Regions from separate parts of the Mus musculus genome. Here all the other regions are linked to region 3. Evidence: chromatin contacts called from public HiChIP or PLAC-seq and promoter capture Hi-C data. All regions are on one chromosome and are shown on one strand. Each heading gives the region's core, a stretch centred on a gene start, on an enhancer-like site or on the middle of the called end of the contact. The rest is flanking DNA. Distances are from core to core; before and after follow the strand shown.

Region 1 (2,700 bases), core at 177-2,676, 1.9 Mb after region 3:
CTTACCCGCTGAGTCATCTTGCCAGCCCCAGCAAAGCAGTTTTTATATTTCCTATTCCTCTCAAATCTTTTGACAAAAACTGCCATTTGTTCTGGCCACTCTAATTAATTATACCCATTCATTTGAGCTGTTGACTATTTCTCAGTCATTGTCTTTCTCTCTCTCTCTCTCTCTCTTTTTTGGTTTTTCGAGACAGGGTTTTTCTGTATAGCCCTGGCTGTCCTGGAACTCACTTTGTAGACCAGGATGGCCTCGAACTCAGAAATCCGCCTGCCTCTGCCGGCCCCTCCTCCCCCAGTGCGGGATTAAAGGCGTGCGCCCGGCATTTTTCTCTTTTGATGGTGAAATATCTGTCACATAACAGGAACTGTATGAGTACTATCAAATATTTTATACTATGATCAAGGCATAACTGGTTATTACTTTTTGAGGTCTAAAGGGTCAATGACTGTGTGAGACAGGGAAGAAGGAAAGACTGGAGAAAGGCAGTCTTTGGATAGGAAGTTTCTCCACCCCACCGTTTCTAATAGGAGTTAATGGTCAATGAGCTTAAAGTACCCATCTTCTAGTCTAATTAACTTTTTGCTTCCTTTTTGGGGGACAAGGTCTTCTAATATGTTGCCTTGATTAGCCTCAAATGTGCTATGTTGCCCAGGCTTGAACTTGCAATGCTCCCACCACAGCCTTTGAAGTACCGTGAATATAAGAATGAGCTATTTTTACCAGCATCAGTAAAAATTTAAAGATGTAAAGATGGGAGAATTGACTTGAGTACTAAAAAAGTAATTTTAAAAAATTCTCAATGCTAACAGTAATTCCCAGATCGAATAATTTCCTTCTTTTTTTACCTCCACACAACGACCTCCAGCAAGTCTTAGGGATGAACTGTCATAGACTTTAGTACTCTGGTACAATCAAACGATACACGGAGCAATTTACTTCTTCCACTCTCTGAGATTCCGTTTACCAGTAATGGGGATAATAATAAAAGATATTTAAACTCCACAATCCAGGCCTACGGTAAGGAGACTTCGGCCTAAAATGATCGGAGGAGGCCGGGTTGTAGGATGTCTCCGTCAATCCGAGCCCCAGATCAAAAGCAGTGTCCTCGGTGGTCACCGCAGCAATACTGGCATCCCTAGACCCGAATGCCCACCTGACATGGGCGAGTCACACCTGGCTGCGCCTCACCTCGCCTCCAGAGCGCTGCGCCTCCACCTCCGAGCCTCGGCGGACCGTCCTAGCTTTACACCTCTGCGCACGCGCACACGCCGTCTCCGCGGCCGATTCGCCCGCTCCGGCAAGGCCCTAGTTGAACGTGCTGAATGCTTTTGCTCCCAGTGCGGCCACCGTCGTTTGGGGAGGGCAGGCAGGAGGGGGGCGGGGAAAAGGGTGGGAGTGGGTGAGCGCGCGCCGCCCGTCCGTCGTGGTTTCCTGGCTGCGCGCGGCGGTGGCCGAGTCGCCGCAGCTGTAGCAGCCGCCGCGAAGATGGCGGAGGGGTTGGAGCGTGTGCGGATCTCCGCATCGGAACTGCGAGGGATCCTGGCCACTCTGGCTCCGCAGGCCGGGAGCAGAGGTGAGTTGCGCCGCCCAGCTGCTGGGCCGGGCCTGCCCGCCCCGCCTCCCTCTCCTCTGCCTCCTCCCCGCCCCGTCCGCGGCGCTCCGAACCCCCGCCCCTTCCCCAACAGTGCGCCCGGGCCTGCGGCGGCCCCTGGGAGACAGCGAGGCTGTCGCTCCGCTCCCTCGGGCCCTCGGGGCAGAGCCCAAGCGCGAGTTTCAGCCTCCGCCCTCTTGCTCGGCGCGGCGCCGTGGTTGTTCTCCGGTGCCCTAACCCTCTCACGCCAGCGCCTGAGTTCCAGTCCGGAGGAGACACGAACTGGCTTGGGTGCTAGGGTCCGGTAGAGGCCCCGAGACGTATTGTTCCCAAAAGAATAGTCTGTGTATGTGTACCTTTCCGTAGTCCTCCGTTCCGCGTCGGAGAGGAGGAGCTGGGGAAATTGAGGAGAAAGGCTTAACAGGCTAGGACTTCCTTTGCTGAACTTACCCCCCCCCCCCACCCCCCAAGGCTGGTTTCTAGTGCTAGGCCACTGGAGGGATCCAGGACCTCAGAGAGCTGACTCGGTTTTGTTTTGGTCTTGGCGTGTGTGGGAGCAGTTGTGATCAGAGAGAATGCTTAATTTGCCAGTCTCCATTCGCATCAGAAAAGCGCGAGAAATATTTTGGTGTCTGGTCTCCTTCATTAGCCAGTGTTGCTTAGGATGACAGTTACAGAAGATACCTTCTCTAGGATTGTGGCTAGAATTTGTGAGGTTGGTTTTTATTGGCCAACTGAATTGGATTAACCAGGCTGTTTTCTCTCTCTCCTCTGGAAAATAGTAGTCACCACCTCTCCTGGCTCCGCCCCAAAACTAAGTTTAAAAGTTTACTCAGGGTGCTGAGGTTAAACGGCTTTATCTTGGTTCACATTTGGTGGAGAAGCTAAACTTTTGCCAAGGCAGCAGTATCTTTTATTTTGTGTTTGTTTTTCTTTTGAGACAAAGTCTCACCTTGTAGCCAATACTGGCCTTGAATTTACTGTGTAACCCAACCTGGCCTTGAGTTTGGATACTTTTCCTGACTGAAGCCTTCAGAGTGCTGGAATTATATGCATATGCCACCATACCCAACTTTCAAGTCAGAAACCTAAAATTTTAGTTTCGC
Region 2 (2,700 bases), core at 86-2,585, 1.6 Mb after region 3:
GACACATACATTTCTCTCCTCCCTCTCCCTTCAATGGAGGGTTCCTTCTTCTTTTGGCTTCAGTTCTCATCATCACATGTGCTCTAGGGGCAAACTGAACTTCCTATGTATTCTATTCTGACAGTGTGTTACTATGTAGCCCAAGCTGGTCTCCAAATTCAGGTCCTCCAGCCTTTACCTATCAAGAACTGGGATTGCAGGCCCTTGTGGTCACACTAGATCTCTAAAAGGAAAGCAGATTTAACTTTCCTTTGCAATGTATACAAGGGTGTATGTAGACCGCTCCCATCTCAGCCTCAGATTGCCAGGGTCCATTAAATCCTAGCAAGTGTAAAGACTGTGTTTAGTGTTTCACAAAGGGCTTTTCCACCTGTGCATGGAAGGCTTACCCTGTCCCCTCTCTGCCTGAACATAACTGTCTGGATAGACCTGGTTTCAATATCACCTGAGACTAGGGTTGTCTCTCAGCAGTAGACACCTTTACCATGCCAGAGGTCCTGAATTTAATACTCAGTAGGGCACACACAAGAAAAGTACCCCCCCTCCCCCAGCAATCATGGACCTCACTCCTTATTCCCCACCCAACCAAAAGAACTGAAAAATAGATAACAACTATAGTAAGGATCTATTTATTGGTCTAAATCTGAACTTGTTCTGTGACTTTGGCCCTCATTGTCCTTCACTGTAAACCAAGATAGTGGCCTGGAAGTGAGTGAGTGTGTGTGTGTTTTACACAGATAGGGGAGGAGCCCATGGTGCTGAGTCCAAGTTTTCATAGTCTGTTTCTGACACTTTATGCATATTTGCAACCTGCACACCTTCCTCAATAATCCACACTTGATCTTAGCCAAAAGGCCTAGAAGCGATCTTCCTCAATAATCCAAATACACTCTAGACCCTTCCCTTCAGTAGGAAAGAGCCCACTCGGTGAGGAGGATACAGAGGGTCGTGATAACAAAGCTGCTTTAGAACGACGCGGTCTTTTGGCAGATGCTCAATAAGAAGCAGAGGGTCATTGGGGGAGGGGGAATAGGGAGCGAAGGCAGTCCTAGACAAGTCTCCACCCAAGGTCACGGCGCCCGCCCAACGGGCGGCGAACCTAGGAAACGTCTCCCGGAAGCCCCGCCTCACCAGGGGGCCGAGGCCTCTCCCCTTTGAGCCCGGACGCGTTGCCTTTAAGGCTTTGAAAGAGTCACTGAATCTGTGAACTGACTACGGAGTGCTCGGTGTTTTGTCCCTCGTCGTCTGCCGTGGGCAGGCCGGGCGCGAGGGCGGGGTAGGGGAGCGGCGGCGGGGTCAAAGGCTAAAGCGCGCACCACGTGGGCCGGTGACTCCGTCCTTCCCGCAGCGGCCGTGGCGCGCAGGGCACTTGGGTTAGTGGCGCGGCGTGCGGCGCGGACAGGCGAGCCGGACGCCTGCTCCCGCCATGGTCATCAAGACGGACGAGTTGCCGGCGGCCGCCCCGGCCGACAGCGCCCGGGAGCACGGCTCGCAGGCCGGCGGCAAGGGGCGGCCGAACGCGGCTGGTGAGTGAGTGGGCCGGGGGCAGGGACAGCTGGGCTAGAGCCCGGGCCGAGTCCGGCCGGAGGGCTCGGGACTCGGTGGGAACAACCGTCTTCCCTCCGCGTCAGTGTGGGCGGTGCACTGGGCCGCCCCCGCCCTGAAGGTCACCTTCAGTGGCACCCCCGGCTACGGCCTGGACTTCGCACGTGGGGACCGTGGAAGGGCATCCACGGCGGACACACTCGCGCAAGATCGCGGGGACACGTGCGCGCACACGCGGTTTGGTTTCAGGGTGCGCCGCCGCCGCAGACCGATGGAATCGGCGGCCCCACCCCCTCCGCGCCCCTGCTTGGGGAGCTCTTGGGGCTGGGGGCAGTGACACTTGCGGCCCTGCCACCTTCTGGTTCTCTTGTCCTAGACGTTCCTGTGCGGCAGAGCTGCAGCACTGTGAGTGAGGCTCAGTTTGGAGCTGCCCAAACTTGGACTATGGGAAGAGCGCAAGTTGGGGTGTGTGTGTGTGTGTGTTATTGGGGTGGGTTGTCTCTGGTACATTCTTAGAGACAAGGGCTTAACCCCAAGTCATCAGGCTGTGGTCTCAATTCTTTTAGTTACTGGCCTCCACTTGATCAGGGGTTTGGGGTCCTGCCTGTGTGTGGGCAAAGCCTAGCTGTTTGTCAGGGGGAGGTGTTTGTGCCTGAACTTGATCATTAACCTGCCTTATTGCGAAAAGTGGGTCAGACTAGAGCTGCTGTTTTTTTAAGGCAAAGGTCATTAGTGTGGAGTGGAGCGCCCAGCTCTCCCCCGTGGGGGCTGTGTGGTGGTGGCTTTGGGAGTGGCAGAGGCTTGTCTAGGGGTGGGGCCTACTTCTCTTGTACTTAGCCTGTGCCCTTTCTGTTAGTTTTTTACCAAGTCTCAGGCTCCAGCCTTGAAACTGGAAACCCCTTCCTAGGGCCTCCTCACTTTTCCTCAGAGCCAGCCTGGTCCTTTCTACCCAGGATGCCAGTGAGTGCAGACCCTCTTTATCTCTCTTTTCCTCAGCTCATCTCCTTATTCTTCCCAGCTCCGGTGAGCAGACTAAGGCTAACACGGGAGTAAGGATGGCCCTAATGGGCCTAGCACTTGCTAGACTGTTATCCATCACAGTGGACTTACCTTGCCCAAGACAAGGCCTGAGTTGTACCCAAGCACAAGAAGTGC
Region 3 (2,700 bases), core at 6-2,505:
GTTTTAACCCAATTTTGTACTTTGCATTGCAATCAATTGATGGTACCATTCTAAGGAATTCCATCTTGTTTGTCCCATGGTACAGACCCATTTCAAGAAAAGCTTGGATGTACAGTATCACCTCTTTTGGATCTTACAGCCGCACATAACTAGCTCATTCGGTCCTTATATTCTTCTGTGGAGGTGTGTCACTGTTCTATGTTCTGATGAAGGAACTGAGGTTCCGTGCCATGCCCAAAGTGACCTAGTGTATCTGAGTCTTGTGATTTTTTTTTCTGTTTTAGAATGATTTGCCTTTCTCTGAAAAGATTTTTAGGGGCTCAGATATATGGTCTTACCTATTCCTGGTTCAGATTGGGAGATAGGTCTAGAAAGGGCTAACTAAATATGACACAGGAGGAGACACAAAATCAGGACTCATGACAGACAAGAAGTCCCTTCTTCAAGTCTGAACAAGCCTTTCCTCTTTCCCAGCCAGACTCTTACTAGGAACATTTGCAGGAAATCTTGCTTGTGAGTCTCTGATGAGTAGAGCTCCCAGAAGTGACAAAATGGGTCTAAGCTCTGGTTCTGCCCTTTGGGTAGGTCACTGTGATCTTGAAGCACCCCTCTTCCCCTTTTAAGATAGGATCTTCTGTAGTTTAGGCTGGCCTCAAACTAGCAATTGCCCCTTGGTGTAATTGGGGGATAACCTTCAGCCCCTAGTCCTCCTGCCTCTATCTCCCAAGTGCTGGGAATACAATCGTGTACCATCCCTTTCCAGTTTAAATGTAGGCAGGGTTTTACCTTGGATCCCTGGATGGCCTGGAACTTAGAGATGTGCCTGCCTCTGACTCCTGACTGCTGGGATTATAGGCATGTAACCCCTACACTGGGCCCTAGTTTAAAATTTTGACCACATAATATGGCTCAATTACTGGAAGACTTGACAGAGCCAAAGCTTACTACGGAAATAACTTTGTAAACGCTCAGATTGCCTAGATGATAGATCGCGGTAACCGCTCAGCAGTTCTTAGAAGTATAGTCCTCAAAGTGCAGGTATTTTGGAACCTCAGACGACGCTCCACCTCCATCACTGCTTCGTCCCGCCCCCTACCCCGCGAAGTCCCGCCCCAAGCCGGCCCCAGGTTCCTAGGTCACCAAGGGGGCGCCAGAGATAAGGACAGCTTTCTGGTAGAAACAGACGACGCTCTAGGTGATAGCGGTGCTCCTCTGTGGTCATCGGCGACGGCGCTCTAGGCGGCGGGAGTGAGGGGCGGGCTTTCGGTGGTGCGGCCGGCTGGCAGCTATGGCGGCCGTCCGCGGCCTGCGAGTGTCTGTGAAGGCGGAGGCCCCCGCTGGGCCGGCTTTGGGGCTTCCGTCGCCCGAGGTGGAGTCCGGTTTGGAGCGTGGCGAGCCGGAGCCCATGGAAGTGGAAGAAGGCGAGCTGGAAATCGTGCCGGTGCGGCGCTCCCTAAAGGAACTGCTCCCGGTACGGGCGAGAGGGGCGGGGGCTGAGGAGGTCGCCGGGCGGGTGTCCCTGGAGAGTCAGGGAAGGTGGCGGACGGCGGCACTGGCGCAAGTCCGGGAACGCGGGAAAGGGGCGCGAGCGCCGAAAGGCGGGGGCCGCGCATGACCCGGAGAGCGCCAGAGAGAAAGGACGCCGGGGCGCCCGGAAATGGGTGCAGAGAGCGCTGGAGAGGCGGGGGATCTCGGAGAGAGTTGGGGACACCCCTCTCGCTGCCCCTCGGTGGCCCCGAACGGAATCAGCTGTGTTTGGTTGGAGATAAAAAGGAGCCGCGGGCGGGAACAGAACCTGAATCAGCCCTCAAAGAAAGTGTTAGGTGCCGCCGGCATCCAGGTCTCCTGGTGGGTCCTCCTTCCCCGGCCGAGTTGGTGTCACTTAAACCAGCTCTCTTCGCTTGGGAGGGCTAGACCTGTCAAACAGCAGACACTCGTGTGTTGGTATTGTGGATGAGGGTCCTCACGTCCCCGCACCTTCACTGCGTCTACTCTCGGTGGTCCCAGCTTCTGACACACAGTGACATTTGATCTTTCTTTAACCACAGTGGGTCTGAGGAGTGTTTTGCCTGTGGTTTGGTAGTCACATGCCCCTTCTTAAAGCTGGTCTGAGGCCTGGATAGCTCGGTTTTCACATACAACGTGAACTCCCTGCGCCCCCTCCTTTAATTACATGATAGCAGCTTGGTTTTACATTTGAAGTTATGAGTGAAGGCTAAGGTAGTGATGACAAATGACAATACCTTTGGTGACAACATCTATAGGTTATAGTGGATAGTGTATAGGTCAGGTGTTATCCATTCAGTCAGTTTAACATGTTTATATCACACACCTCTCTGTGTGCTGGTGTAATCCTAGGTGCTTAAGAGCGAACTCCCTCTTGGTGTTGCCCTAGTAGGGGAGACAAGTAAATAGTTCCCTTTTGTATTAAGTGCTACAAAAACAAACACACACACACACACACACACACACACACACACACACACACACCCTGTTAATAGGATAAAAAGCACAGTGGCCAGGAGGGATGTGAAGCAGTTGGTGTGTGTTGGGATGCACAGGAAAGTCCCTTGAGATAGTTAGATTCAACTTGAACCCCAAATGACAAAAAGGGGCCGACCATGTCAGTTGGAAGGGAGTAATTCCTAGCGGGGAGGACAGCAAGCTCAGAAGTCTTAGAGATGGAAACAGGATTGTTTT
Region 4 (2,700 bases), core at 42-2,541, 1.8 Mb after region 3:
GTGCTCAGCCCCCTTCCTGAACTGCAGTTTGATAGTTCTTCACTTTTGCGAGGACCCGAGGTGGTAAGAGGCAGCTGGCGGTTGAGAGAGGTCTGACTAGACTACGAGTTGCTCAATGAACAAGGAGCAGTTGGAGTAGTCCCTTCACTTGGGCCTCAGTTTTCTTACCTGCAAAGTGCAATGATTTGGGCAAGCTGACTTCAAAGATCTTTCTGACTGTACCTAGGGACAGTCCTAAGCCCTGCAGCCAAGATAAAGACTGACTGGCGAGCTTAGGAGAGTGCGCGGTTCCAACCCAACACAGTGAGCGACCCCGCCCCGCGCCCAGCGGGCCGCTAGGGTAGCGCGCGGCTTCCGCCCTCCACGTTGTTGTTCCTGATTTAGGCCACGCCTCCTCGGCCTGGGCTTTGGACGCTTCTCCTTTTGATTACTGGTGCCGGGGCCCAACAACGAGGTGCCCTCTAGAGTGGCACACTTTTAGTCCCCACCCATATCAGAAACCGGTGGACAAAGAATTTAGGAGAAGGGAAGTAAGCCCTGGTTTTGAATGGGAGGGTAATGTAAAGCAGGGGATGGACTGCGGAATTCCCCTGTAGGTGTCTCACCCTTCCGTCACCCGGTGGCCCTATCCGCACCCGCTAATACGACCCTGTAGACACTGTCCCTTTAAACCGAAGGCTGGCGGCGCGGGGTGTCCATGTGGAGCTGCTCCATGCCGTGTTGTCCTGCCCGCCCATTGGCGGGCGGCCTGGTGATGTAGCCTAATAGGATGCGAACGCACTGCGGGGGGAGGAACAGAGACAAAATCCGGAACGGGATCAGCTCTCCCGTCCCTCTGTCAGGACTCTAGCAGCCTGCTGTCAGCTCCGCCCAGGGGCGGATCCCGGGGGGAATTGCGACAGACCGGACGGCTGCGGGATTTAGGTCGTGTCTACGTGGGGCGAAGAGACCTAGGGGTCAGACTATAGGTCTCCCTGACCTGTGTCACCGCTGTCTCAGCTAACCGAAGCCTTGGGCTTCCCATTCTCTCAGCAAGGCAGATCCCGCCGTGAATGCCCTAAGCACGCAAACCCCGTTTAACTTGTGGCTGGCCACGGAGAGGAGGGGCAAGTAGGGAAAGCGGAAACAGCGAGGAAGCCTGGTTCCATCTTCTCACCCCCACCCAAGCCACGTGTGCGCGCGCGGTGGGCGGGGCCATCCCTGGCGCGGCCCCGCCCTCAGTGAGACGCCGCGGCCCTGCGGGCGGGGGCTCCGGTCCGGGCTTTGGCTGCGGCCCCGGTGTAGTAGCGGGGGCGGCGGCCGGGGGCAGCGCGGCTCCTTCCCTTGTTGTGTGTGTCGGTGCCTCCTCGCCATCTTGTTGCAAAGCCCTTTCTTGTCGGCGGGACTCCGGGGGCCGCGGGGCGGGAGGCATCGGAAGGGAGGAAGAGGAAGAAGGAAGGAAGAAGGCAGTGCCGCCTTTTTTATTTTTTGCATCAAAATTTTTTTAATTTGCAAATTTTTATTTTGCAAATATTTTGGGAGACATTGATTTTTCTCCCCGTGCTCCCCCGTTCTTTTCTGAGGAGTGCGCTGCGCCGCCCAGCCCTGTCGCCCCCCGGAGGTGATCCCTCCCTCCTGCCGGCCCGCCAGCCTGACCTGTGCTTGGCTCGCGGGCCGCAGCCTCGGCCCCGGCGCGCCCCCGGCTGCTCTCGCCGCGATGAGCATAGAGACGCTACTGGAGGCGGCCCGCTTCCTGGAATGGCAAGCGCAGCAACAACAGAGAGCACGTGGTGAGCGGCCCGGCTGGGCCCCTGGGGCACTGGGCAGAAGGGGAGGCCAGTGACCCCGATCCCTGAACCCACTGGAAATCGCAGGGAGGCCCCTCTATGGCGCGACCTAAAAAGCCGGGCACAAACTCCCCGCAAGAGCTGCCGTCCGGGAGGAGTGATGCGAACGTTGAAAATAATTAATGAATTCATTAACATGCAAAGAAGGACCCAGTTTCTGCGGGTACCACCCTAGCTGACTGGCACCCCCGTACACCTTCAGTGGGGGGCCCCTTAGTTGTGGGCGGGCGGCGCCCTCGCTACCATTGAGGATGTGTGAACCGGGGGATGGGGAGAGGGATGTTGATGTGTGGGGGTGGCAGACCCGCGTGTGCTTGCGTGTGAGCACCAAGATGATGTGTGATGGGAACCGGGGAAGAGCGGATGAACGGACCTGTACACGGGTGTGTTTGTACAGCACACGAGTGGGCGTGTGCGTAACTGAGTGGGGGTGGGGAATACTCTACGCCGAGCTGCTCTTCGGATTCCCTGGCCTGGGCTGGAGGGTGCGGGGAGCGCTCCCGGCAGATCTACGCGCTGCTTGGGGCGGAGGCGGCCTTTGCAGAATGAAATGACATCGCGTGTCTTATGATCCTGGCCAGCCCCGCCTGACCCCGCCTCCCAGAGCTGGGCTGGGTCGCACGTCTAGCTTTGGCTGAGAGCTGCGCTGATTGGGTGCATGTGAGTGTCCCGCGGGTCGCTGGGGGCAGCCCTAGGCCCCCCTGCCTTGCCCTGCTTTAGCCGGTGTGGAATGTGGCGTGTCTGCGCGTTTCAAACCCGCTCTTGGCTGGAATGTTGCGTGTGCCTGCGTCCCAAGCCCGTTGGTTACCCGGACTGCTGACGTAGTCAGGCCCCGCCCCCGACCACGTGCACGGGGGACACTCCCGCTGGGGAC
Region 5 (2,700 bases), core at 110-2,609, 1.8 Mb after region 3:
CAGGTCAGGGTTAATGCAGAGAGTCCAGAGTCTTCTCAAACCACCGTCAAACTCCAAGGGTGCATGAAAAAATATGATACATTTATGTATGTGAGAGAAACAGTATTATCCTATTTTAAAAAGAAACTAGGAAACCAAGACTTGAGTTTAAGTAACTTTACTCAAGTTCACAAGTAAAGCTCAAGTAAGTCTGGACAACTCAAGACTATCTCACCAAACCTCAGTTTCCAGGATCAGCAGCTATATTTATTAGAGTGCCTACCAGTGTGCCAGGCTCTGGAAACAAAACAGTGAACAAGCAGACAGGTTTTTTGTTTTGTTTTGTTTTGTTTTTGCCTTCCATAGTTCACACCTGGTAGACCCAGCTAGAGAGGCAGGCTGAGGAGGGAGGCCTCACTCATCTCATCTACACTGCAGGCTCTTTCACAAGCTGGTGAGTCATTCGTATGAGCAGCCCCCCCCTCCCAACCCCCGAAATTGAAATGAGCTTCTAAGCAGCGTCAAGGTAAAGGGAATTAGTGGAGAGAAACTCTTGTTTCTGAAGGATTTCCCTCAAAAGGGCAAAAATAATCTGAGTCTTAAAAACCATTCTTAAAAATACCCGAGTTCCTGGGTAAGGAGGTGGGCGTGGAGGGAGAAACGGTGAGGTGTGCAGCGAACCCTCTGCTAGCCACGACTCACTTGCCAGGGGAACACAAGAGGGCGGTGTGTTGGACACCCGAGGGCGAAGCCCCTGGAACTGTGGCTCGCAGCCTCCAGGAGGCCCGTGGGGACCCCGCCCCCTCCCCGGGCAGTACCCGCAATGAATGGGCAACTCGGGTTCTCCAGCAATCGCCGCCACCCCTCCCCCGATCGCGGTCTCCCCGCGCTGCTGCCGTCACTGGGCGGGGAACGGGAGCACCGTGGAGCAAACAAGCCCCAGGGCGCAAGCCTGACCCTGGCCGAGGGCGCTGCCCGGGACATGCAGAGAGGGGCGTGGGGCGCGGCCCGCCCAGGACCCCGCCCCCGCCTGGCACGGTGGGCTGGCAGCCGCGCGCGTGGGTGCCTCCACCTCTCTGCTCCCGAGCCAGCGCGGGAGGGGTGCGAGCCCCTTGAGACCTTGCCCCGGACCGTACCTCCTTCTTCACGTTCCACAGCAGCTTTTCTTTGACCGCGTCCTCTGCGCTGCCCATGGTGCGGCAGGTGGCGGGCAGGTGGCACCGAGTGGCCCCCCGAGCCCCCGGTGCGCCCTCACCGCCTCCGCGCCTCCCGACTCAGCGCCCCACACGCGAGGCGGAGTCCCCGCCCGCTGCGCTCCCCGCCTGCAGCCGCCGCAGCCACTGCCCGGTGCTCAGCTCCGCAGCCATCTTCCGAGCCCCGCAGACGTCAGGCAGCAGGCCCGGCCCCTTCCCACTGCCGGCAGGGAGGGGGTGTGTGCGCCGCAACTGGGGAGGTGGGGGGGGGGGTCAAGGGCGGGTGCGGACGCCTGGGGGCGTCGGGGCCGGGCGCGCGCCGCAGGGACGGTTGTCATGGCGACTGGCCGGCTCCCGCCCCGAGGGCGCGAACCCGCATTGTGAGCGCTGGGAAGTCAGCCGCTCCGGCCTGCGCCGCGCAGCGGGCGGACTTTGGGAATGTGCTTGTGTCTGGGCAAACCTCAACCACCGTGACCGCTCCCGACTTCTGGCCCCTGGGAGAGGAGCTATACGGAGCCAGGGTCTCGGCTCTGCGTCACTGTGGTTCGAACCTGGTCCTGTCACTCCTCCGGATCCTGTGGAGTGTTCATATATTACTTGCAGCTCAGTCGCAAAGCTTGCAGGAGGAAAGCAAGGACCCGACTGTGAGCTCCTAAGAACAGGTGCCCGAGCGCAAGGGGAAGTCTTCGCCCTCCTCCGGGTCGCCGACATCCGCTTTGGTTCATCTTGCAGATTTGTGGGAAGAGGGGGGCGCGAGTTGGAATAAGAGACATTCCAGAGCCGGTGACACGAGCCCCTTCTAAGTGCTTCGCGTTGGAAATTAGAGTAATAGAGGAAAGGAAAGGCCACTCAGGTACAAATGTCACCCCTTTGTACAGTTCACTGGGACCGCAGAGAGCGGCGTGCAATAGTCTACGTGAAAAGACTTTTATTTCTTCCCACGTGATGCAACTGAAGCGTGCAAAAATGGAAAGATGGGCGCAAAATTGACCTCCTAATCCAGAGCCGGAGCCGGGAGACTCCTGCCGGCATCCTCCATCTCTCAGCAGAGGACTGCAGCGTGGGAAAAGGCACCACGACGTCTCTGCGGACACTCAGGGCGCTGCGCTTGCAGGCTGGCGGCAAAAAACCTCGCGAGAGGTCGCGGAAGTGCTAAGCCTGAAGTCCGTCCCCAGGGCCGGAAACGCTCGGGTCCGCCCGGAAGTAGAGTTCACTTGGTGCACACGTGGACTGCAGAATGGCGGCTCACCGCTCCGGGCCGCTGAAGCAGCAGAATAAAGCTCATAAAGGCGGGCGGCATCACGGCGGTGGGTCCGCACAACGGGACAGCAAAGGTGAGTAGACAGGAGGGAGAGGGGCTGCTTAGCCGGTACCCGTGCCCACACCGAGACTAGACTTGGGACCCTTGCCCAAGGCTCTTAAGCGGCGCAGGAAGGTTCTTGTTGGTTGATTTGACTGAGAGGAGAAGAGCAGCCACTTCCGATCTGCCTTCCAGGCCGGGTAGGACCGAAAATCCTCTGCAAGAAGC
Region 6 (2,700 bases), core at 107-2,606, 1.7 Mb after region 3:
ATAGACAGTATAGGATGAACTCATACTCCAGCTTCAATATCCCAAATGCTTGGATTTACAGGCCTATAACACCATACTTAGGGTTAAATGAAGGAAAAATTGGGGGTAGGGCAATTGGGGGGGTATTAGCATAGCTAATAAAGTAGCCAAGGTCAGTGTGGTCTTGGTCCTGTTCTGCTTGGTCTGCAAGGTGGAGGGAAGCAACTGGGCTCCCTGAAGACAACTGTTCCTTCTGCAGCACATAGCTTCGTCTATGCAGGTAATTGCCCTCAGTGAGTACAGAGGAGGCATTCCCGTCCTTTGAGGCCTAGCATTGCTCTATAAAAGTATTTCTTGATCAGTCCTACTGTTCCAGGAATTCCAGGTGACTGACACAGACAATCTGAAAACACCCTTTGGCCAATCTGGAACAGAACATCGTACAAAACTGACAACGAAATGCCTATTGGTGGGGAGGCAGAGGCATTTCTGAGTTCAGATTTCTGAGTTCAAGGCCAGCCTGGTCTACAAAGTGAGTGCCAGGACAGCCAGGGCTACACAGAGAAACCCTGTCTCGAGCAAACAAACAAACAAACAAACGCACGCCAGGATTTTATCCTTTTGCTTCGTGAGTCCAGATTCAATGCTTTTTTTAGCCAAATCAGTTTCTTTAAAAAAAAAAAATAGAATTTAAAAAGAGGTTTACCTTTATGTGTATGGCTGTTTGCCTCCATGTTTGTGCACCACGTGCACGTGTGCCTTCCAGAGGGCACTTAGGGACTAGAGTTACAGCTGGTTTCGAGTCACCATATTGGGGCTGGGACTCGAACCTGGGTCTTTTGTTAGGGTAGCCATTTCCCCGTCCCCTATCCCACCCAAAACAGTTTCTAAGTACCAGTTATTTACCCATCTCACAGGTTTATCTGTAACTACTGTGTCATCACACAGATTTGCTGTGCACTTAAGTGTTAATTGCCATCAAACCCATCTAGCCTTCCTATTTCCTGTCCAAGACTAGATTTAGTACTATTTAGTAAGGCTGGGGAGAGCTGAAGAAAGCTACATTCAAAACAAAGGAAAACAAACGTTTACAACTTGGTGGGGTAGCCCATCCCTGTAATCCCAGCACCCAGAAAGGCCAGGGGAGGAGGGTAGTTCCAAGTTCCTGGCCGGGCTCCATCACATAGCTGCATGCCAGCGGACTAGTGAGGTCTTCTCCATCCGCTAACCTAAGAAGACTCCCGGCCGACCACACCCCCAAACCTGGGTGAAAACTCACCGCCGTCTCCAAGTATCGCGATAGTTCCTTCTTTCTTTAGGCTAAGTCAAAAGTCTCGCGAGAGTAGTCTGTCCAGTCACGGCGCGGATTGGCTGCGCAAGATGGCGGCGCGCTTGGAGCGTAGCATCTGCGTTTCCAGGAGCTTGGCTGTGTGAGTGGTGTGGGCTTGGTGATTGCGGGCCTGTCCGCACTCCGTCCGCCTGCTCCATTGGCCTGCGAGGTGCGTGGTTCAAAAATCTCTTATCCGGTTGCGCACAAGGATCGCCTAAGAAGCGGCTCACCTGCTTTTCTCCTCCGGTTCTCGGATCCTTGGGGGCTTACCGCTGGGTCAGAAGCCGGGGACCCGGGCGGGTGTGCGCGAAGGCCGGCGGTAGGTGGGAGGAGCTGGAGGAGAGATGGCCTCGTCCCTCGCCTAGGCCAATGCTTAGAGAGCGCTGAAACCCAGGGGAAGAAGGTGTGGATGAGCCGGGGAAGTGGCGGAGGAGAAGTCAAGTTTGTGAGGTGGGGGCGTGAAGAGAAAACGGAAGTGTTGGGGTCTAGGTGGGAGACATCTGTTGAGTTTTCTGTTCCTCCTAAAAACTTAAAAAAAACAAACCCACAAAACAGTTTGTAGGTGTAGGTGTTTTGCCAGCCTGGACGTCTGTGCAGCACGTGCACAGTGCAGGCAGAGGCCAGAAGAGGGTTGTGTCATGGCACTAGGTGAGCAGCCATACGGGTGCTGGGAATCGAGCCCTGGTCCTTTGGAAGACCAGCTGGTGCTCTTGAACGCTGGTCTGTCTCTATTGCCTCCATAGTTTGACATCATAAAAGCCAAATTTAGAGTATCCTATAAGCTTCAGTTTTAGAAGAAATGATGTGTGAAGAGATAAAGGCCAAGAGAAACCCAGGAAACATGAAGTTTTAAAGAGGAAAGAAGGCTGGCCTAGAGGTCTTTTGGGTTTTGGACTCGCTCCGATGAGCCTTTTTTTGTTATTGTTGAGACTCAACTGGGCTGCCCATTCAGAAAGAGAATGCTGTGTGTGTCTCACACAGATGGAAAGTATTTCATAGTTATTTCCTTTATTTTCTTTGGTGTTGATGACTGAGCCCAGGCCTTGCACGTGCTAGACACATGCTCTGTCACTCGGAGCTAGATCTCCTGGTGACTTCATATTCTTCCCAGTCAACCAACAGTTGAGTGCCTCCCCTTACAGGCCCTATTTTGAGTATTGGGGTACAGCAGGGAACAAATATGTTCCCTCATGAAGTTTACTGGTAGGGAAGGTTTTTTTTTTAATTAAAGCAAATGTGTGGGGAATGCCAAGTGAGTAAATTTCAAAGACAGAAGGTGGGCGGGAGGCTGGAGAGATGGCTCAGTGGTTAAGAGCACTGACTCTTCTTCCTGAGGTCCTGAGTTCAATTCCCAGCACCCACATGGTGGCTCATGACCATCTGTAATGGGG
Region 7 (2,700 bases), core at 109-2,608, 1.7 Mb after region 3:
CCTCAACAGAAAATTTCCTGCGCTCCTCCCAAGGAGTTTCTTGCTAAGTCACTGGAAAAAGCAGGCAGGATAACAAATAAAGCCAGGCACCTTGCTTTCTCCTATCTCAAGACTGAAATTCTTTCCTCTTGGGAGACGAAATCAGCCCACCGTCTCAAAAAAACATTTTCTCACCTGGGAGGCTAGAGAGGGTAAATAGTCACAGCGTTTCCTAATGGAGTGGAGAGATGGGATGAAGGGAATGATCGAGAACCTGGGAGCTCAGTGTTAGCAACGTCAAAAGACAACTCCCGTGCGAGGAGTCAGTAGCAAAAAGGAAAATCCTGCCCGATTCGGTGGGTGGATGCTGCAGATCTTTACTGAATGCAGAGGCTGGACCACCACCGCACCGGGGGGCCGAGGGCCTGAGCGGCGGGCCATCCTCCCCGGGTCCACCCTCAACCTAAGGACAAGCGGAGAACCCGACGCCTGGAAGGCCTGGTAGCTGCTGGAGCCCCGGCGGCGAGTCGCCAGCCAAGGAGGGGTGGGGACTGCGGGTTCGCTTCCGCGGCCCAGGAGGGCTGAGCCCTTTCCCCAAGATCAGAGAGCGACCTGCTATCCACGCCCTTCCCACCCAAGAATACTTTTCTTGCTAAGTCACGGCGGCAGGAGGGCGATGCCGCCCGAGAGGCCACGGCTTGAACCCTCAGCAGCCTGAGTAGCCCACTGCCAGGGTCGGAGGAACCGGAGCCAGGGCAGCGCCCTCCCAGGCCAGGGCCCCCTCCTCGGTGCCTCTCACTCAACGGCCGTCGCGGCCGCCATTTTGAGAGCGAGGAGAGGAGAAGAAGAAGGAGGAGGCAGCGGCGGCAGGGGGAGGGGAGAATGGGAGGGAGGGGACCGGCGCAGCCACATCGTCAGGCCGCCGGCCCGGCCCGCAGCCACCCGAGCGCGATGGAAGAGACAGAGGGGAGGGCGCAGAGCGTCGCCGCCTTACCGGAGCGCTGCACCACCGCCTCCGCAGGGCCTCTTCCGTCCTTCACTCCCATCCACCAGCGGGGGAGGGGGAGGGAGAGGGAAGGGAGGAAGGAGGGAGGGAGGGAGGGAGGGGGAGGATGGCGCGCTGGGCCCGGTCCCGGGGAGGGGGAGGGGAGGGCCGCGGGCGGGCTCCTCGGCCGTTCCGGGGCTCGAGCCCTAGCCCAGCGTTCGCTCGTCCTCTCGCTCGCGCCTGAGCGCTCCCCTCCGGGTCCTCCTCGCTCCCTGGACTCTCGGCTCGCTGCTCCTTCGCTCCCTCACTCGCTATCTCGGCCGCCGGACTCCGCCGCCGCCCCGCCGCTCCAGCTCCGTCTGTCACAGGAGCTGCCCCAACGCCCTGACGTCACCGCGCCGCCGCCGCCCCAGACCCGCCAGGAAGAGGGAGGGGAGCGGAGGGCCCGCGGCGCATGCGCGGGCCGGGCCTGGGCCTGGGCCTGGGCCTGGGCCGCGCGCCCTTCCGCAGGGTGAGCTGGCGGCTGTACCCGAGCCGACCGGCGAGCTTGCGTCCCGTCCGCGGCTTTTCTCGCTTCTGCCCCCTGATCCCTTGGGAAGCTTCCCTTTTGCTCTAAACTGCCTGACGGCTGGCGTCCATCACGACTCTTGCTCTGCCTCAGCGGTCACTGCGCTGTCCCGGCGGACCGCGGGTACCCGGTGCACTGGCATTTCGGCCCCTGCTGGCTAGAGCAGGAGCCAAGCCAGGATGCTTCCTTTCTGCCTTAGCCTGTGGGATTATTCCCCATCCCCCACCTACCCACCCACCCAAAAGGACCAAAGTAAATTGGTGGGCTTGGGCAGAAGAGCTGTTGAGGTTAAAAGGCAGATGGATTGCCTTGTGTTCCTTTCTGGTACAGATTTTTAATCGGAAGGAATCGCCTGTAGATGTGATTCAGCTATTCTTTTCCTTAGTCACATGTATTCATCAGAGATTCTGGAAACTGAAATCCACAGAAAGACCTGGAACTTTATTCTCTACAAGACATGTCTGTGTTTTATTATATTATGAATTGTATATTGATGACAAATCTGGGGGGATTTGATGTCAATTTATTCCACAAAGAGACACTTGATTTTTGAAAGGGAAGGTTTGGGGCTCTGAATTATTCAATATAGGATATTTAAGTATTGAATGAGATTACTTCATTATCCACTTGTGTTTTCCAGCACTGAGGCTTAACTGATTCTATTGCGTCCCTCGATGAAGGTAAATACTGTAAAAATCACTTGGGAAGCTGCAGAGTTAATGTCTCCAGTATGAATCCTGGTGTCACCACTGGGAATGTGACCTTGACTAAATTATCATATCTCTTTTTGGCCTCAGTATCAGTATAAAATAAACCCAGTAGCCAAACAAAGTGGCACATGGCACGTAGCCCAAGCTACTCAGGAGGCAGGAGACCAGCAAGAGCCCAGAAGTTCTCTGCAAGCCTCAGGAGCATCCTTTTTATAAAAAACAAAAAACAATGATGATAGTAATAAACAAGCTAGGGTGACTCACATCTGTAATGCTAACACTGAGGAGACGGAGGCAGGAGACTTGCCACGAGTTTGAAGCCAGCATGGTGTATATAGTAAGACCCTATCTTAAAATAATGATTTAAAGCTGGACATGGTGTTTTAATATCAGCACTTTGGAGGCAGAGACAGGTGGATCTTTCCAAGTTCAAGAGCCTTCTCTACCCAGTGAATTCC

Evidence for each region. Promoter capture Hi-C pulls out the DNA fragments that hold promoters and counts their contacts. HiChIP or PLAC-seq counts read pairs in DNA pulled down with a chosen protein or histone mark.
Region 1: a FOXA1 HiChIP or PLAC-seq map of pancreatic cancer cells shows a contact between it and region 3. The contact joins the promoter of Smg6 here to the promoter of Ncbp3 in region 3. A contact is called at or near these places in 5 of 39 promoter capture datasets (the HPC-7 cell line, cranial neural crest, embryonic stem cells and 2 more) and 3 of 115 datasets of contacts at active chromatin or transcription factors (embryonic forebrain, large pre-B cells and pancreatic cancer cells).
Region 2: a promoter capture Hi-C map of liver shows a contact between it and region 3, with 4 times the contacts expected there. The contact joins the promoter of Cluh here to the promoter of Ncbp3 in region 3. A contact is called at or near these places in 10 of 39 promoter capture datasets (the 3T3-L1 cell line, 3T3-L1-derived adipocytes, the C10 cell line and 3 more), 9 of 115 datasets of contacts at active chromatin or transcription factors (astrocytes, bone marrow-derived macrophages, embryonic hindbrain and 6 more) and 1 of 9 other capture datasets (adipose tissue).
Region 4: a promoter capture Hi-C map of hippocampal neurons shows a contact between it and region 3, with 9 times the contacts expected there. The contact joins the promoter of Mnt here to the promoter of Ncbp3 in region 3. A contact is called at or near these places in 10 of 39 promoter capture datasets (the 3T3-L1 cell line, 3T3-L1-derived adipocytes, cranial neural crest and 6 more), 1 of 15 datasets of contacts at CTCF or cohesin (embryonic stem cells), 2 of 484 Hi-C or Micro-C datasets (B cells and embryonic stem cells), 16 of 115 datasets of contacts at active chromatin or transcription factors (astrocytes, bone marrow-derived macrophages, cardiomyocytes and 9 more) and 1 of 9 other capture datasets (liver).
Region 5: a contact with region 3 is called in a promoter capture Hi-C map of liver, with 2.9 times the contacts expected there. The contact joins the promoter of Sgsm2 here to the promoter of Ncbp3 in region 3. A contact is called at or near these places in 12 of 39 promoter capture datasets (3T3-L1-derived adipocytes, the C10 cell line, the HPC-7 cell line and 7 more), 3 of 115 datasets of contacts at active chromatin or transcription factors (astrocytes, embryonic forebrain and stem cell-derived neural progenitor cells) and 2 of 9 other capture datasets (adipose tissue and embryonic stem cells).
Region 6: a promoter capture Hi-C map of liver shows a contact between it and region 3, with 10 times the contacts expected there. The contact joins the promoter of Mettl16 here to the promoter of Ncbp3 in region 3. A contact is called at or near these places in 8 of 39 promoter capture datasets (cranial neural crest, embryonic stem cells, frontonasal cranial neural crest and 4 more), 5 of 115 datasets of contacts at active chromatin or transcription factors (astrocytes, embryonic forebrain, embryonic stem cells and 2 more) and 1 of 9 other capture datasets (embryonic stem cells).
Region 7: a promoter capture Hi-C map of pre-B cells shows a contact between it and region 3, with 6 times the contacts expected there. The contact joins the promoter of Pafah1b1 here to the promoter of Ncbp3 in region 3. A contact is called at or near these places in 14 of 39 promoter capture datasets (the 3T3-L1 cell line, the C10 cell line, the HPC-7 cell line and 8 more), 1 of 484 Hi-C or Micro-C datasets (B cells), 7 of 115 datasets of contacts at active chromatin or transcription factors (SST interneurons, acute myeloid leukemia, astrocytes and 3 more) and 2 of 9 other capture datasets (adipose tissue and liver).

Annotation. Positions count from the first base shown.
Region 1 is chr11:74,924,428-74,927,127 of GRCm38.p6, forward strand. It overlaps Smg6 (Smg-6 homolog, nonsense mediated mRNA decay factor (C. elegans)), which reads left to right and starts at 1,427. Exons shown (of 19, transcript NM_001002764.2): 1 at 1,427-1,576. The coding sequence starts at 1,489. Srr (serine racemase) reads right to left here and starts at 1,521. Exons shown (of 9, transcript NM_013761.5): 1 at 1,192-1,521.
Region 2 is chr11:74,648,169-74,650,868 of GRCm38.p6, forward strand. It overlaps Cluh (clustered mitochondria (cluA/CLU1) homolog), which reads left to right and starts at 1,336. Exons shown (of 26, transcript NM_001081158.3): 1 at 1,336-1,526. The coding sequence starts at 1,427.
Region 3 is chr11:73,046,612-73,049,311 of GRCm38.p6, forward strand. Ncbp3 (nuclear cap binding subunit 3) reads left to right here and starts at 1,256. Exons shown (of 13, transcript NM_025818.3): 1 at 1,256-1,471. The coding sequence starts at 1,289.
Region 4 is chr11:74,829,633-74,832,332 of GRCm38.p6, forward strand. Mnt (max binding protein) reads left to right here and starts at 1,292. Exons shown (of 6, transcript NM_010813.3): 1 at 1,292-1,769. The coding sequence starts at 1,697.
Region 5 is chr11:74,895,710-74,898,409 of GRCm38.p6, forward strand. Sgsm2 (small G protein signaling modulator 2) reads right to left here and starts at 1,360. Exons shown (of 23, transcript NM_197943.3): 1 at 1,116-1,360. The coding sequence starts at 1,172. It overlaps Tsr1 (TSR1 20S rRNA accumulation), which reads left to right and starts at 2,371. Exons shown (of 15, transcript NM_177325.3): 1 at 2,371-2,506; 2 at 2,668-2,700. The coding sequence starts at 2,410.
Region 6 is chr11:74,769,507-74,772,206 of GRCm38.p6, forward strand. Mettl16 (methyltransferase like 16) reads left to right here and starts at 1,357. Exons shown (of 10, transcript NM_026197.3): 1 at 1,357-1,478.
Region 7 is chr11:74,723,026-74,725,725 of GRCm38.p6, forward strand. Pafah1b1 (platelet-activating factor acetylhydrolase, isoform 1b, subunit 1) reads right to left here and starts at 1,359. Exons shown (of 11, transcript NM_013625.4): 1 at 974-1,359.